Linked DNA regions of Mus musculus: all the other regions are linked to region 2. The links are chromatin contacts, called in public HiChIP or PLAC-seq and Micro-C maps. All regions are on one chromosome and are shown on one strand. Each heading gives the region's core, a stretch centred on a gene start, on an enhancer-like site or on the middle of the called end of the contact. The rest is flanking DNA. Distances are from core to core; before and after follow the strand shown.

The links. A called contact is a pair of places that touch in the nucleus more often than the background predicts. HiChIP or PLAC-seq counts read pairs in DNA pulled down with a chosen protein or histone mark.
Region 1: a contact with region 2 is called in a Micro-C map of embryonic stem cells, with 5 times the contacts expected there. The contact joins the promoter of Syn2 here to the promoter of Hrh1 in region 2. A contact is called at or near these places in 4 of 39 promoter capture datasets (liver, pre-B cells and stem cell-derived epiblast-like cells) and 1 of 484 Hi-C or Micro-C datasets (embryonic stem cells).
Region 3: a FOXA1 HiChIP or PLAC-seq map of pancreatic cancer cells shows a contact between it and region 2. The contact joins the enhancer-like site here to the promoter of Hrh1 in region 2. A contact is called at or near these places in 5 of 39 promoter capture datasets (cranial neural crest, frontonasal cranial neural crest, hippocampal neurons and 2 more), 3 of 484 Hi-C or Micro-C datasets (cortical neurons and embryonic stem cells) and 1 of 115 datasets of contacts at active chromatin or transcription factors (pancreatic cancer cells).

The regions. Positions count from the first base shown.
Region 1 is chr6:115,133,222-115,136,307 of GRCm38.p6, forward strand. Syn2 (synapsin II) reads left to right here and starts at 1,681. Exons shown (of 13, transcript NM_001111015.1): 1 at 1,681-2,239. The coding sequence starts at 1,860. Gm17733 (predicted gene, 17733) reads right to left here and starts at 1,614. Exons shown (of 2, transcript NR_132436.1): 1 at 1,394-1,614.
Region 2 is chr6:114,396,162-114,399,193 of GRCm38.p6, forward strand. Hrh1 (histamine receptor H1) reads left to right here and starts at 1,775. Exons shown (of 2, transcript NM_001317125.1): 1 at 1,775-1,837. It overlaps Gm38875 (a long non-coding RNA gene), which reads right to left and starts at 1,590. Exons shown (of 3, transcript XR_869365.2): 1 at 1,492-1,590.
Region 3 is chr6:114,986,851-114,989,741 of GRCm38.p6, forward strand. No RefSeq gene overlaps it. Among named protein-coding and RNA genes, the nearest start is that of Gm38876, 43 kb to the left of the region's middle. Within about 2 kb of position 1,606, at least 112 of the 459 cell types and tissues checked have an H3K27ac peak or open chromatin away from gene starts, as enhancers often do. A contact at or near this core is called in pancreatic cancer cells, where this site is marked.

The sequences.
Region 1 (3,086 bases), core at 431-2,930, 740 kb after region 2:
CAAACTTGGCTCTTCTGGAGGAGTAACAAGTGTTCCAAACTACAGAGCCTTCTCACCAGTTCTGTTAACTTTTACCACACGTCTCAAGACCCATCTTAAACATTACTTCCTCTGAGCAGCCTTTCCTGAGCCTCAGCGGTGAATGAATCCTGTGCCTTTGTTGCTCCTAAACCACCTTATCCAACTGATTTACAGAATTTCTCACATCTCATTGTGGGTAATTGTTGTCTCTAGTTATGAGTCCTTAGCTCTTAGTTGTGAGTTTACCTGAGACAAGGGTTGCTTTCTAATTTTATTGGTTATTTTCACAATTGGCTGCAGGCCTCTCTGATGCTATTGGCTTAGACCTGAGAACCAACTGGGATATACAAAACAGGAACACCCTGCTAACATTAGTGTCAAGACCCTCACTGATTCCATTCAGACTAGCTAATACTACTGAGAAATAAGAATAAGGACTTAGGCCCCACTACTGGCTTATCTACTGCGTACCAGACGCTTTACCTACATGTTCTCATTTACTCCAGCAGCTTTGAAAAGTGCTATCTGTTTTTATTAGCTGTGGAAGAAAAAGGTTCAAGGGAGTAATTTGCCCAAAGTCGTGCATCACTCCAGGTGGTCTGCCTGTCAAGTACATCTGCTACATTTTGTCCAGATACAAATGTAGGGGACTAATATACCTGAAGACAGATCAAAACAAAGGTTCAAAGAGCACACAAAATTTAGAGAGTGCACAGAGAAGTTGGTAGTCAGATAAACCTTCATGGAGATGGTCAGTTAGGGGACTAGGTCGCCCTACAACACTGGGGAACAATGTATGTCAGGGAAGCAAATTGAGGGGGTAGCCTTGGCTATCTGTCTGAGGGATCCTGAAAAGACATTTTCAGTCTTCTCGGGCTCTCTTGCGCGCGCGCGTGCTCTCTCTCTCTCTGGTCAGGGAGAGAATTGTGCACTATTAAGTGGGGCACAGAAATTGCCTCCTAATGTCCTCCAGGGCAGTGTGGAGAGGGTCTGCTTAGGTTCCTTCTTCCTCAAGGAGGGTGAGGTAGCCCTCTACTTCATTGTGGTCTGGACTCCCACCTTTTGGGTCAGGGAGAGGTTTTTCCCATTCAGCACGGGTAGGCAGCTTTTATTCATTCATTCATTCATTCATTCATTCATCCATCCATCCATCCATTCATTCATTCAGGTCTCAGCATACAAGGTGCGCATTAGCAGCAACAGATTAGTCCATTCCTTCTCATCTGAAAGTTGGGGACTTTGGCATCATTTTCCTGAGCTTCAGGAAAGGAAATGCTTCGCTTTGCTCACTGAATGGTGGTCCTGGGTGTGTGTGCGCGCGCACACACACGCCAGAGCGGGTGGAGGGGCAGGTGTAGCTCTTTTCTCTCACCTCAGGGTAGGGAAGCTGACACCTCTCTTCTAACTAGATGGTATTAGGATGGTGTCTTCGTCTGGAACTGGGACACGACTCTCCTCTTGAAACCACGAAGGTGATGATGGTGGGAGACTCTCGGCTTTCCTTCCCTCCACACTGCGAGAGCTCCTGGTTCCCACACAGTCACGCTCAGGTGGCGGGAGGGGACACTCTCCCTTCTCTTTGCGCCAGAGCCTGAAAAGGCGGGGGACGCGCGAGTAGGCGGGGGCGGAGCAGGCTCTGCGGAGAGGGGCGGAGACAGAAGTAGTCACGCCCTCGGCACCGCCCACTGCTCCCTCGCTAACAGGCTCGCTCCCCAGACCCAGAGCGCCGCGGCTGTCTGCTGGGCTCCCGGAGACGCGGACCACCTTCGGTGTCCCCGCGCCGTCCTCCCCGCGCCGCTTGGCCCGCCGCCTCGAGCGCCCTCAGCCCCTCAAGCCAGATGATGAACTTCCTGAGGCGCCGGCTGTCGGACAGCAGCTTCATCGCCAACCTGCCCAATGGCTACATGACTGACCTTCAGCGCCCGGAGCCGCAGCAGCCCCCTCCTGCCCCTGGCCCCGGTGCCGCTACGGCGTCGGCGGCCACCTCAGCTGCCTCGCCCGGTCCCGAGCGCAGGCCGCCACCCGCCCAGGCACCCGCGCCGCAGCCGGCGCCGCAGCCCGCGCCGACGCCGTCGGTGGGCAGCAGCTTCTTCAGCTCGCTGTCGCAAGCGGTGAAGCAGACGGCCGCCTCCGCCGGCCTGGTGGACGCGCCCGCACCTTCGGCCGCTTCCAGGAAGGCCAAGGTGCTGCTGGTGGTCGACGAGCCGCACACCGACTGGTAGGCCCCTGCGGGGTCCGCCGGGGGCAGGGTGTGAAGATGGACCCTCGAGGTCACCCGGGAGAGCACCGGGGACGAGCAGGTGTCTGTGTGTGGGAGGGGCGAGGGCAGGCGTTGACCTCCCAGAGACATGGGTCCTAAGGTAAAGGACTCGGTGGCCTCCAGGCCGGTGGCAGAGCAAGCTACTTCATTAAGCACCAATGGAGCTTAAAAATAGTGATAAGTCGACCACGCTCTAAAGGAAGGCCACACAGCCAAGAATATTTGGGCAGCACATATTGGCTGTGACAGTGGTGGTGGGGACACCACAAAGTTGGGAAGGAAGAGAAGGAGGGATGGATCTGGAAAGAGCTGGGGGAGGGAGGGTGAAGATGATCAAAACAGGTTGTACAACATCCTCAAAGAACTAATAAAAAACAAAAACAAAACACAAATACTTATGGTGGGGGGGGGGCAGGCTTAACAGTTTAGACGCATACAAGCTAAGGTGAAAATGGACCCAGATGGCCATCAAAATAAAGGACACCAAAAAAGATTCTAGTCTGCAAGGTTTGGAATGAGTTGGGAGTGGATATTAGTATTTAAGTTGGATAGGTGTTTTTGTTGTTGTTATTGTTTGTTTGTTTTGTTTTAAACCTGTACCTGTATTGATATCAAGGTGGGTTAGATCACAGGTGTCTCAGAGTGTGATTGACATCTGTTTAAAAATAATGAGATTATTATATATATGCAACAGGGAGGGGATATATGTTTTAAAAATTTTGTTCTCTCTCTTCCCTTCTCTCCCTCCCTCCCTCCCTCCCTCCCTCCCTCCTTCCCTCCCTCCGTGTGTGTGTGTGCGTGTGTG
Region 2 (3,032 bases), core at 525-3,024:
CTGTCAGTCACAAAATGACAACAAAATAAACAAAACACAAAACCCAAAAAACAACAGAAGCTTCAAATAATGCCTGATACACTGTTTCTAAAATGCTGATTTTTCTAAAAATCCCATGGGTAGAACAAGACCATAATAGGCCTTAGGAAGTGAAACCTTCTCAAGCAGAATTCCAAGTTATCGGGCGCTGCTGACTTTCAGGAAGAAGAGAGATGATTTCCAAGGCTCTCTGCCATACGCCCCAACTCCTGTAAACTCCACAGCTGTGAAGAGGAAATATCTTGCCTTACAGTTTATAACAGGTGCGATCCTGGTCACTCCTTCAGTTCCAAACAGTGCATTAGTCCCACAAAGTGTAAATATGGAGGCCCTAGAGTAGCAACTGGAAGTAGAACGTGCTGTGGATTCCTGGGCTCCTTGGTCTCTGGAGGTACAGGTCAAAGAGGGTCAGGGTCTGGCAGGGTTGGCACCCAGGTCTGCCAGCTGACCTGAATTCAGCCACCTGTTGCCTGGGTTCCTAAGGGCATTTCAAATGAGTCTGGAGTCCCACCTTCCAGGCAGGCACAGACAGGCTCAAGGTCAAGGGCTATATCGAGGTGCTTACCAAGTAAGCCCTTTGTGTAAAAGACATCATTAACTTGTCCTCCGCCCCTCTGTGTTAAAAACTTTGGCCTTTGGACTTGGGCTGGGTAGGCTAGAAGTGCAGTTCTCGGTGAGGACATGGTAGAAGCTACAAAACCTGCCCATCATCTATAAATAGGGCTGATGACTGCTTCTTTTTTCTGGTGTAGTTTGAGATTTAAATCAGGGCTACGAGGAGGGGACTAAGACATCCATACAAGTCTGGAACTGAGCCACACAGGGCTGGGCCTGCATTCCCACAACTACATACCACTGCGGGAGGATGAGCCCCTTCTAGGGGGCACGGTGTCATAGCAAAGAGGAGCCACTTCCCTTCCTCAGTTGTTCTCCCTTCCCTGACTGTTGCCATCTGAAGCCACAATTGAATGTTAAAAGGGTTTTCCCTAGCAAAGAAGGAGAAACGCCCTCTCCTAGCTCAGAAAAACAAAACCCAAAAAACAAAAAAACAGTTCCTTAAGTTTCCCCAACACACACACACACACACACACACACACACACACACACACAAAAACACACTCTCGCCTTCTCCTCTTAGCCGGCACAGGTTCCTAAGTGTAATGGTACAGTGAGAGTTGAACAAGGTCGGGATAGCTCAGCGCAAGGCCCTGAGTTTCAGCATAGCACTTGCAGGATGAGGACAGGAGGGAAGGAGGGAAAGAGGGAGGGAGAGGGCGAGAGCGCATTCATTCTTCAGGATCTAGAGAAACAGTGGTTGTGCGGTTCTAAACCTCCCGAGTCTTGGTGATCCGGATCAATCAGTGTCACTAATTTAAAAAACAAAAAACCAAAACAAAACCCAAACAAAACAAAACAAAACAAAACAAAAACCCAACTAGTCCCTTGGTCCACCTGCGGTTGAATTTGCGAAGAATCCTGTCAGCTCCTCCTTATCTGAGGTCTGGTCTGTGGCTCTGCGTGTCCCCGGGTTAGCATGCGGTGGCAGTGTCGGAGGGCTGTCGCCAGGCTTCCGATCCATCCTTGGCTTCTTGCCAAGCTCAGGGCTCCGCCACAGATGCGGGGCGCGGCGGTAGAAGATGGGCGGGGGAGGGTGCCCTGGGGCTGCTGGTGGGCGGGCCTCTCAGCGGCTCCTCCCCCGAGGCCGCCTCCGCGTGCTCCCGCCACCCCCGCGGCCGCCTCCGCCACCGCACCGAGCAGTCTGGCCGCCGCCGCCAAACTTTCCCCGGAGCTGGCGCGGGTGAGTCGGAGCGCAGCGCGGGCAGGGGCGGGAACCCGGTGGCGGGCGGCGGGAGGAGGGCAAGGATGCGCGCACGCCCAGCTCTGAGTTCCGCGCCCCCGCAGGGCGGTGGGGACATCCCGCAGGTGGCCGCACGAGGTGGGCGCGCCGGATGCTCTAGCGGCCTGGGCAGGGTATCGGAGCTGTGGCTGCTATGCCCGTAAGCACAAACACCTGTGGCTTCCCGGAGCTGGGGCCGGGCTCACCGGTTAGAGTCCGCCTCCGATTTCTGGGCCAGGGGGCCTCCTCAACGGCTCCCCGAGATTCCTCAGGGTTTGGCTTTGATGCTAACCGTGGACGCAGACTCTGGGTTGAGGTGCGATCTCCGTGCCAAGCTCCGGACATCCACTATCTCAAATCCTTCTGAATCTCCGGGACCCAGGTACTACTAGTATACCCACTTTACAGAGGAGGAAACTGAGGCTTGGGGAGGGAAAGTTGTCTCTTAGAGAACAGCCTTGAGACTGAATTGGATGAATCCAAGCTTCTTAGCTAGGTGGAACCCAAACCAGGTGTCTGGGTATGAGAAGCGTCTGAGCCAGCGCTCCCTCCTTTCCTAGCCGGCTTTATCGTCGTTTCCTGGCCGAGCCAGAAGACTTGATACTGTGGCCAGGGTGTGTTCTGATGGCAGAGAAGATCCTTGAGGGCTGCCTTTTCCCAGAGAGCGTTAGGGGATACCAAATTCTGCAATTTACGCCGTGTTGCTCTGAAAGTTAGAGTCTTGAATCAGAGCACAACTGATCTTTACAGAAGCCACCTTTGAGGCGCTTGCTAGCCTGGGCGATGGAGACACAGGGTTGCTCCAGGCAGGGTGGCTCTCCTCCGACAGGGGGCTCCCACCTCCAGACGGAATGGAGCTGAGGGAACTGGAAGATCCCCAGGCTGACTGCTCTGAGAGCGCGTTCTGTTATTGGGGGGTGGGGGGTGGGGAGGAGGAAGGGCAGGACCCTGAACCAGGGGTGAAGTGTGTTACTGGAACAAAAAGGAGAGAGTAGGTGGAGATCCGACACTCTTGGGGGCCTGAAGGCCACCGGCAATCCTTGGAGACAGAGAAAGAGCCCCCCCCCCCATGGTTATGAGATGGTTATGGATTAACATAGTTTATACAGCAGCCATGCAAGGTACCGTTATTGAGCGATAGGTGGACACTCAGAGA
Region 3 (2,891 bases), core at 356-2,855, 590 kb after region 2:
CGATGCAGCAGGATTGATTACTGGAGTCCTGGTAGCCGTGTGAAGCCACCCAACAGTCACCTACAGCAGCTTTACTGTGTGATACAGCCCCGCCAGCACTGTACCAGGACTCTGCCTTTAACTTCGAGAGCCATACTGGTACTCGTGAACCGATTATGCCCCAGTGGCTTGGCTTTGCACTGCCCTAATGAGCATCCTCATGTGTCCTTGGCCGCTGGCACTCCTTCCGTGGTAGGTCTCGAATGTACCTGAGGATGAAAGGACTTTTTGCATCTTGATGTTAGAGGGAAAATGGCGCATATGTCTCAAGTTGCACAGCCATTCAGCTGGCTTCTGAGCACCGTTGATGCTTTGGCTAGCAGAAGACATAGAGTGGAAGGAGAATCAAGTCAGACGAAATGCTACAGCCAGGTTCCTGACACTTTAATGAAAGTCTGAACCTAGCTTGGCTGTTGTCCACAGTTAGTTCCTGGCGGGGATAGAAAGTCAGGGAAACAAGATCCCTGACCTCAGCACAGTGAACCCCAGGACTGATGGAAATGGCGGAGACAATGGCCTTCATGTCCCATCACTCACTGTGATGGTGACCCTTAACTCTTTTTTTTTTTTCTTTTAAAGACTGAGTCTCTCTACATAGCCCTGGCTCTCCTGGGTCTTGCTATGTAGACCAGGCTAGCTTCAAACTCCCATAGATCTGTCTGCCTTTGCCTCTCAAGTGCAGGGACCAAGGTGTGCACCATTGTACTCCCAGCTTGGACTGGGCTTGGGTCTGGTCTCAAAGGATGCTTGTAAGCTTGACAGTAGAAGACAGAACATGACCCGGAGCTTCTCATGTTGCTGTCTCCATGTTCTAGGTGCTGGAGTTGTAGTATGTACCATGGTATCTGATTGATACAGCACTGAAGTCTGAGTTCATGTTGTCGTCTGAGCCATATGGCTAGCCCTGAACTGGATAATATGACTCTGCAGAGGCCACTGGAGGGCGGCTGAATGGGCCTGTGATCTGCTCTTAACTCCTGGGAAGCCCCATCCACAAGCTGAGCCTAAGAATGGATTTGGGCTCCATATTGGCTCTCAACAGAGATTTCCCTGAGGCAGTAAGGAGCCCCCCCCCCCCCGCACCCCACACCCCTGCAAGCACTTGAAAGCTCTCAAAAGCCAGTAAAAAGACTCTGCTAGCTGAGGAAAGCTGTCAAGTTTCTTTGCTTTTAGGATTATGTCAACCCAGGTAGAAACACAGGTTAGGCCAAGTTGATCAGAAGCTCTGATTGGCTGTTGATGACCTAATGGGGATTTCAGGAGAGCCATTGGGCAGGCAGCCACTCCTAACCAGCAGAGCCACAAAGCAGGAAGGCGGTGTGCAAACCGATAGTGTGCTGGGGGGGGGGGGCAGTATATTTGAGGAGCTTATGGGGGAGGTGGTGGGGGCAGCCAACCAGGAGTTTAAAAGCACATGGCGTGTTGTAAACAATAAAAGAGAGCCTCAAATTGGAGAAACAATGCTACCCCCAAGGTCCTCCTGGGTTCCTTTGTGTGCTCCAGCCTTTGGCATATGCCAGGTGTCTCTTTCTCCCCAGAGAGCAGGCTGAGCACACAGACAAGAGCTGACAAGTCCCTCCCTCCCTCCCTACTACCGCCCAAACCTGCTCCACGATGCCCTGAGGCGGCCATCAGCCCCTACCTTGAACTCATGCCAACCTGCCTACCCAGTCTTTTTCTCTTCCAGGTGGCCACAAGGTTAGCATGTCAGGCTGTAGTCTTGTGTTAGGGTAGGTACCCCCCTTCCACATCCCCCACAACACACACATACACACTTTATGGATTCTCCAAACAGAAGGGACGAATAGAAATAACAGGGAATACAAACTGTGGGCACAGTCAGAGAGGAGTGTTTTGTATAACAGGAAGAGTCGCTGGGGACTGGCTCACCTGGTGAGTCACTGCAAGTTTGTTCCTCTTGGCTGACTACCAAAAGAGAAGAGAGCACAGGCACTAGCCTATGGCCTCCGGGGAGGCATGTGGGCATTTTAGAGAGGCCAGGGTTTGCAGAAGAAAACAGCAGAGCCAGTGGAGAGCCACCAGGGCTGGGATTCTGTGGGACCTTTGTGTCTCCATATGACCCTGGGTCCCCCTCTCTGCATGACTTCAGCTGCCTCTTCTGCTAATGGGGGAATTCTAGGCAGGATACCCCCACATTTTCCAGCCCAGCCTAGCCCTCCTGGTGTTTCATGAGCTAAACAGAGTGTTCTGATGTTAATACTACTAAGAGCACCCCAGGCCAAGGCCAAGGACCTTGCTATGGGTTTCACATGCACGAAGCTAATCTTGAGAGTTCTGCCAAGTGCAGAAGATCTCCCAGAGGAGAATGTGGCTTCCTAGGACTAACAGCCTCACTCAGTGTCACAAAGCTAAGGCTTAGTGACTCCGAAGTTTCCGAAATATAATTTGCTTTAAAAAAAATTAACAGATACCAGGACAAACAGAAGGCTGGGGAGGTGAGCTGGCTTAGCAGTGAAGAGGGCCTGCCTTGCAAGCCTGAGAGAGAGCCTGGGTGAATAGCCAGCACCCGTGTAAAAGGTGGACATGTCTCTGCATGGGCGTGTAACCCAGGGCTGCAGAGGACAGAGATGGGAGAGCCACTGAGACTTGCTGGCTGCCAGCCTAGCTCTAGGTTCAGTGAGAGACCCTGGCTTGAAGGAATATGGTGGACAGCAAAGGAGCAGGACCTCTACCTTCCTCTGGCCTCCGCACCCAGGGCTCACACGCATGTATATATGCTACACACATACTCACATAAAAATAAACAAAATACCTAAACAACAACAAAACCCACATAGAAAAGCAAACGGCTAGTGCAGATTTGATGGCCCAAACCACTGGTTTATAGACTC